2 separate regions of the Sus scrofa genome follow, and region 2 is linked to region 1. A link is a contact called in public HiChIP or PLAC-seq data. All regions are on one chromosome and are shown on one strand. The core of a region is the stretch at or near the end of the contact, and the rest is flanking DNA. Distances in the headings are between cores, read along the strand shown.

Region 1 (3,854 bases), core at 495-2,994:
CCTAGAAAGTACCAATACTACAAGGAAAAAAAAAAAAAATCAACCTGAAACCAAAGCGTAGGAATTGAGAATCAAACATGGTTTCATTTTAATACAGCATCTATTACTACCCCTTTGGTAGTAATCAGGTAAACCAGGAATGAAAGCTCCAACTAAAACATTGCTTAAAAGACTGAATCTAGAATGTAATCCAATTATTTAATATAAATCTTTAATAACTAGTTTTCTCAAGAGACATGTATGGGGAGCATGACTAGGTAAGTATCCTATAATGATACGATATTCAGCAAAACTCAACATACGTTTATATTTTAACCAAACAACAAATCAATCTGTGAAACATCCATTTAAGTCTATAATTCAACCTTTTTTCTACAACGTTATAAAGATACTCAACCACAAGTTTTCTTAAACCTGTTAATGTACTGAAGAAAATGATCAAGTACTACAATTGGGCATCAACAGATTTCTTAAACACAACCATGCATGAAGCTTAAATACTCAAAGTAATTTATCAACACTTTCTCCTGTAAAGAGAAATGTAAAGGTTCTTTACTTTTTCACTAACCATAATCAAAGAAACAGTACAAGCCAATGCTAAAAATGAGAATTTCAGCAAGTTCATAAACTTAGTTGTTTATGAAAGGAAAAAAAAACATTAAAACATAACTTTTTACGATATTCCACACATTAAATTTTGACATTCCACTCAGAAATATTGCATAAGTTAATGCACAAATTACTAAGCGTGTGGCCATTGCCACATAATCCAGCAACAAATTATGCAATAAGGAAATCTCAAGCAAATAACCCAACTGTGAGTTCCTTGTATGCATCAAGAATAAATTGCACAAGTAAAATTGTAACTTTTCAAGAAACTGGAGTTTTACCAAATATATTTCTTTTTTTTGATAAAAGGAGGAATATTTTCTATTCAGTCAGTCCTACTGAAAAAAAAAAAAGATAAAAGTGTATGGAGTCACCTTTTAAAAGTAATTTTAAAAAAGAGCCAAGAAAAATCATTTCGCTAGGTTGCAGCAAAACACATCGAACAGCACACACTGGGGGCAAGTAAATTATGTCTACCTATGCATCTAGAATTTACTGCCAAGAAGAAACTTTCCAGCGATTCTCACTTCCCTCACATATTTATTTTCTCAAAACCCAGAAATACAGTTCTACAAAAGAGACAACATATTCAAATCTAGGCCTTCCCAGATTACCAAAGTGCACGATCTTGGCCAAGTTGCTGAAACTGAGCCTCATCAATTCTTTTGATCTGTAAAATGGGCAGACGGTGAGGCGAGACAATAAACAAGTAAGTGAATCGGTCCGCAGAGAGAAAAGGGATTCAACCCTAACCACCAGTCCACCGCACCATAGCAGCGCAAAGACAGGCACCTTCTCCCTCACTGCGCGGAAACCTTCCGCTTTCCCGGAGACCAGAGGCAGGCTTCCTCCTGAACTCCTGCAGAGTTCGAGTCTGACAGCTCCGCGCAGACCTGGACTTCGGGACCAGCAGCCGGCGGCGCACGCCCGCCCACCCGGGAGAGTAGAGCACCTAGCGAAGTCTCCGCCCGCGAGCTGCGCACTGGCCGGCGGCGGCCCCCTCCCCACGTCCGCCCGCGCCCCGCCCCCCCCATCCACTCATAGGCACGTACCGGCCGCTCCACCGAGACGCAGCGAGCCGCAGGCCCACCCCTCCGCCCCCGCGCGGCCTGTCACCGCGCCCCCCGGTCCGAGAGGCCGCGGGGCGCCGGGGGCCGGAGGGGCGCACGAGGAGTCGGGTGCGGGCCGGGGGCAGGCCCGGCCCTCCCTCACATGGAGCCCGCGCCGGGCGCGGTGGCAGGCACGGGGACCGTCGCGGCCGGCGGAGCTTCTCGGTGGCCCTCGGTTCTTCTCGCCGCCGCGGCCCCGAGGCCCGCGGGAAGCTGGGCTGCGAAGGAGGAAGCCGCGGGCCCGGTACCGCCAGAGGCCGGAGAAGGGGCGCGCGCGGCGACTCCGCGGCTGGGAGTGCGGGTCCTCCTGATCGTCGCCGCCGCCGCCACGGGCCGCAGGACCCCCAAACGCCGCGCCCAGCGGCCGCACCACCCTCGTCAAGAGCCGCTGCTGAGGGCTGCCCAGCCGCCACTACACACGGGCCCGTGACGTCGGGCGTACAGCGGCGCACGTCACGGCCCGTCGCTCGTGCGCGCGCAGCCCTCCTCCAGACTGGAGCGGAACCGCCGCGGGCGCGCGCTCGCCTGGAGCGTCGCGCCGAGGCCGAGGGGCGTGTCCGCGCCTGCGCATTGGCTAGCTGCTCACAGCCGCGTACCCCTGGCGCTGCTACCTCGCTCGGTTCGGTGTCCGTGCCGCTTGGACCTTGACCTCGAGTGCACGCGCGGGCACCTTGGTTCCTTAGGTCTGCGGGAGTCCTCGGCGGAGAGTCCAAAGCAAACCTCGAAGAGGGACTCCTCAATGGGCTTCGGGCTGAGCGGGGCAGCAGAAGAAGAGGCCGCAACCTCCTCCAAGTCCATGGCAAGTCGTTTGCTGGCAAAAAGCCATCTATTTTCCTATTCATTTGTGGATCTCGTGTGTAGAATTTTTATCCAAAGTACTTAAATTCTTGTTGGCTTGTCACCTGACTATAAACCACCCCCCTGGAGACCACCTTTCTCAGTTTTACAGTTCTCTGTTTAGTTCTTGTAGGAATTACTTTTCGAGTTTAGCGAATGTAGAAGCCTCCCGCTAGAGGCTTCTACACCTGGAGAGCTAGCGACACAGTCTAAAACACAGACACAGACAGAGTCGCTGTCACCGAGTCCTTTCTTCACTCCCGTCCCCCCCAGGATAGCATTGGAGGCCTCAGTGATATGACTGACTTGCATTTCAGCTGTTTTTAGCCCACACTACACTGACCCAGAGAATATCTTTAACACCCCATCACTTTCCTCAAATGCCCCTTTCAATTTCCTGTGCCGTTTCTTCCCTCTTTCAGCGTCTGCCTGGTTTCGCAGTACGTTATGGATCCCACCCTCTTGCTGTCTTTTCCAGACCACTCAGCAGTTAAAATGAGAGGGACGGGAGCAGCACTCACCAGGCTCAGAGGTAAGCACCTGGCCAACTCAAGACCATAGACGGGTTAAGGGAGCTGGCATCTGTGGGGCAAGGACTAGGGGAGATGGTGTTATGGAATAATAAAATATCTGGGTCCCTTTCCAGGAATTCTTATTACAGACCCGTTAGTGGAGTTGTTAGAGGAGCAGGAACAAAGATATTCATTGGCAGGTTTTTATAATAGTGGAAGCCTGAAAACCTAAACGACTTTAAGACTGAGCTTGATAAATAATGGTTCATCTGTTCTGCAGAGAATTAGGCAGCCAACACCAAGAAAAGCTAATACTGTAGGACCTCAAGAATACAAAGCTAAATAGAAAATGTTTGTTTCTACTTATTTTAAAAAATGGAGGACTTTTAAGATTATGTACGCATAAAATCAGTCTTTACCATTGCTTTCGGTTCTAACATTCTAAAGCCTGGTATGCCACAAGGGGAAAAAAAGGATATTTTTCTAAGCTTGGGCAAGATTTCAATTTTATTTTATTTTATTTTATTGTCTCTTTAGGGCCACACCCACGGCATATCAATGTTCCCAGGCATGGGGTTGAATCGGAGTTGTAGCTGGAGGCCTACACCACAGCCACAGCAGCGTGGGATCCGAGCCACATCTGAGACCTACACCACAGCTCATGGCAATGCCAGATACTTAACCCACTGAGCAGTGCCAGGGATCAAACCCACGTCCTCATGAATACCATTCGGATACGTTTACCACCGAGCCACGACAGGAACACCAAGGTTTAAATTTTAAAGTC
Region 2 (3,854 bases), core at 424-2,923, 240 kb before region 1:
CTGCGACTGAGGCCTTCCCAGCCCCCAGCCAGCTATCTGTGGGGCTCTAATCCCTCTCTCCACCCTGGGGAGGAGGACAACTGGGGCGGGCCGGCTCTGGAGTTTGGCTGAGGGCCCTTCCCTCCACACATACCCACCCACCTTCTTAGCCAGGACCACAAGGATGAGCAGCAGGACTCAGAGGGAGGTGCGGGGGAAGCTCTAGCCCCCTCCCTCCCATCACGTGGCTGCATCCTTAGGGAGCCCGCAGGTCTCAGCTGCAAAAGTCATTGTTTATAAACAGCCACAAGCCTAGCGGGGGGAAGGCCGGCCTGTCTCTGGGTTCCCGCCCGGCTGTGAGTCAGGCGGCAGAGGGGACAGACCCGGCCAGGGGGCACAGAGGGGCCACCCGGGCAGAAGCACATATTCTGCAATCTCAGATTTCAGAGTCGGAGTCGGCAGGGGAAGTGGCGTCAGCAGCTGGCGTGATCCAATTCAATAAACCAGAGGTGGCTAGGGATAGAAAGCCGGGCGGGCGCGGACCCCCGCCTCCCAATCCTGCATTTCCTGCACAGTCAGGGTGCCATGGGAAGCCCCGGCTCCCTGCCCCCCCCGCCTAAGGCCGGCGGCTGAGGAGTCAGGTTTCCTGCGGTGCCCTCCACGTCCCCCGCAGTCTGCCGCCCCTCCTCCGGCCCAGCTCGCCACCCGGGCTCCCAAAGCCAGAGCCGCCTCCCTCTCCCTCGCCCCCGGATACGCGAAGCCCCTGCTTGGCCAGGGCCCCTTCGAAAGAGTGCACAGAGCTCTGCTCCCCGGGGATCCGGCCGGAGCTTCCAGGCCGCGGCACCTCTCGGGAAAGGAAACCTGACCCTCCTATGGCCCGCGGGGACAGAAGGTGGAGAGGGGGGTGAAGAGGAGGGAACGGCGGGCGCAGGAAGCGTCCGGAGGCCTGGAGCAAGAGCGCCGGCACCCGCGAGCGGAGGGGCAGCCTCGGGATTCCCGGAACTCAGCGACCCCTGGAATAAGGAGCAGCCCCTTCCCCAGTGCTGGCCCCACCTGCAGGGCCCGCGTGGTTCCAGAGGGCTAGGGGCGCCACCTCGCCTCCCAGCCTCCGGGCCTCGGCGCCCAGGGCAGGGTTAGCCTGGACCTCGCTCGGGGATTAGAGCGTGGGCCGCCGCTCCTCTGCAGACGCGCGACCAAGATACAGAGCGACCGGGGTGGGGGTGGGGGTGAGGGGACAGCTGCGCCCTCCCCTGCCCCCGCCCGGGCGAGAAGACAGAGGACGAGGACGGGAGAGGGCACCCAGAGCGCCGGGGGGCGCAGCCTGTGTATCCCGAAGGCCCTGGGCAGCGCTCGCTGGGAGGTGACAGCTCCCGGCCCCGGGTGAGGACCGGCCTCTGGAGCGGGGCGGAGGACAGGTGTTCGGACCGCGCGGAGGCTGCGGCTGGGGCTCGCTCACCTTCTCCTGCGCGCGAGTGAGCTTCTTCTGCACATTGCTGGCGATCTTCCCCGCGGTCACCCCCTTGCTACCCATCTCAGCCATTGCGGCTCAAGCTTGCCCGTGGCGGGCGGCGACCTCCCAGCCCCCAGCCCCGGGCCCCGGCTCTGCTCCACGCCGCGCAGCAGAGCGCCGAGCCGACTGGCGGAGGCGGAGCGTCCGCCCGGCGAGCGAGCGAGCGACGCGGGGACCGAGGGAGGGACGGACGAAGGGAGGGAGGGGGAGGGGCCTGGCCTCGGATGGCGGTCAGTGCCCCCCGCCCACCCCCTCTGGACGAGACACTGCCTTTTAAAGGGCCACCCCGGGCGCCCGACCCGCTCGGCTGGCGAGGAGGGAGAGGCGCACACCGCCGTGGCGGCGGCGGTGGTGAGCGGGACTCCAGGGACCCTCCGCTGACACCGCCCCGGGGCGGGGACTAATACGGCCGCCCTGAGTCCGGCGCCGCTGCGGGCCCGGCTTTCACCCAGAAGTCACCTCCCGCAGCCCAGGAAAGCAGGCCAGAAGGAGGCCAAAGGCGCTTTCAGAAACCAAAGCTCAAGTGCGGCGGTGGCTGCTCGCCCCCGGAGTCTGAAGTTGGAGCGCGCGGCCGGAGCAGCCTCTTGGTCCGGGGCTGACCTCTGGCCCCGCTCCGGACGCTCGTCCTCCTCCTGGCCTCTAGGAGCCACCTTCTCGACCCGGATTCTCGGGCTCCACCGTTCTCTGTCCCCCGTGCCTAGTCCCTTGCCAACCAGGCTCTCGGTCTTCTAATTTGCAGATCACTGTAATTGTAATAAAAACAGCCTGACAGCAGGGAGCGCTTATTGTGAGCCTGGCACTCTGCTGGGTGTCCCCCGACAGGCATTGTCTCGGTCAGTCTCCACGCAGCCCCTAAGGTAGGTACTATTATTTCTCCCATTTTACAAGTGAGGCAAGGCAGAGGCCTGGAACTGGACCTCTGACTCCCCGCCTCAGGCTTTCAACTACCCCACAGCGTAGCCTGGGTTGTCTTCTACACCGTGCTGGAAGAAAAGTGATTAATGGTCAGTATTCAAAGGGAAGATAGTTATTGGTAGCCAACCAATGACAACTTTGCCAACACACCAATGACATGTCGTCAAAATGAATAAATATATATTGGGTCCACTGACCCCACCTACGCCCCTCCCCCAAATCAGGTCGGGGTCTTGAAGGGTGCCAAGCACTTTGCTACCCTGGAGGTCAGGGCAGGTCCCCAGGGTGTGGACTGAGGTGAGTGGAGAGCTCTAGGGCCCTGCAGAGGAGGTCCAGACTCAAGCAGCACCTGGCAGGAGCCAGGGCAGGGGTCCCTGGGAGGCTCTAGCAGACCATATGCCAAGCCCCCAACATGTGGAGAAACTGAGGCCCAGGAATAAAAAGATCGGCCTGGGTTCCCTGGCAGGGCTCCTCTGCCCTCTCTCTGGCCACTACCCCAGTTTTTCCCTAGAAGGCTCAGCACTCTCTGGGGTTATTATTATGCCTATTTTGCAGAAAGACAGACTGAGGCTCTACAGCTGCTGAAAGTCAAAGATAAGTGGAGATTCAGACTCGGGCCCTCCCACATTAAAGCCCTCAGCTGACAGATGGAACCACTTCCCAGGAAAAGTTCCAAAGCACTGCATTCACGGAAAGCATTTTATCAAAATTATTAGTTTAAATTCATGCCCGATTCCTGAGTTACAAAAACAAAACCTAAACAGTGCAGTTTCTAAAGCAGATTACTCCTGAAAGTGCATCAGGCTTTCTCCTCATGGTCCCTCTCCTCCTAATTTTATGTTTGACATTTTTCTAACCATTCTCTGAGAGCAATTTCTTCCAGCCCTCCTCTGAGGAAAGCAGGAAATGAGCAGGAGTCAAATTGTATTACCGTCAGCCCCAAAGGAACAGTGGCAGATTCTGCTTCGCTGGACTTTGGTGTTTCAAAATATCCCTTGACAGAAAAATTGGAAGCAACTTAAATGGAGGAGCTAGACAGAGCAGCAACCGGAAAGGCCATTAGGGGATCATTTTAAACAATTAGAGAAATAGTGTAGCAAAATGAAAATAAGGCTTAGGTATAATTATGAGTGAAAAAAAGATGAGAAATTTTGTGTGCACTACCATTGAAACCACATAAAAATAAACGTAAATACTCATGATCAAAGATTCGAAAGAACCACACACAAGGAAATAGTTGTGTTAAGGTCAAGGTATTATGGCTGTTTTTCCCCTTTAATTTCCTAAATATTCTCTAATATGCTATGTTGCCTTCATAGGCGCAGTAGTTAACAAATCCAACTAGGAACCATGAGGTTGCAGGTTCAATCCCTGGCTTCACTCAGTGGGTTAAGGATCCGGCGTTGCCATGAGCTTTGGTGAAGATTGAAGATGCAGCTTGAATCCTGCA

What was found. HiChIP or PLAC-seq counts read pairs in DNA pulled down with a chosen protein or histone mark.
Region 2: a contact with region 1 is called in an H3K27ac HiChIP or PLAC-seq map of skeletal muscle. The contact joins the promoter of BIN1 here to the promoter of MAP3K2 in region 1. A contact is called at or near these places in 1 of 5 promoter capture datasets (fetal skeletal muscle) and 1 of 2 datasets of contacts at active chromatin or transcription factors (skeletal muscle).

Annotation. Positions count from the first base shown.
Region 1 is chr15:25,085,369-25,089,222 of Sscrofa11.1, reverse strand. MAP3K2 (mitogen-activated protein kinase kinase kinase 2) reads right to left here and starts at 1,744. Exons shown (of 17, transcript XM_003359437.5): 1 at 1,662-1,744. It overlaps LOC110257077 (a long non-coding RNA gene), which reads left to right and starts at 2,978. Exons shown (of 2, transcript XR_002339296.1): 1 at 2,978-3,087.
Region 2 is chr15:25,327,039-25,330,892 of Sscrofa11.1, reverse strand. It overlaps BIN1 (bridging integrator 1), which reads right to left and starts at 1,673. Exons shown (of 14, transcript NM_001097440.1): 1 at 1,436-1,673. The coding sequence starts at 1,519. It overlaps LOC102164258 (a long non-coding RNA gene), which reads left to right and starts at 2,214. Exons shown (of 4, transcript XR_307967.3): 1 at 2,214-2,346.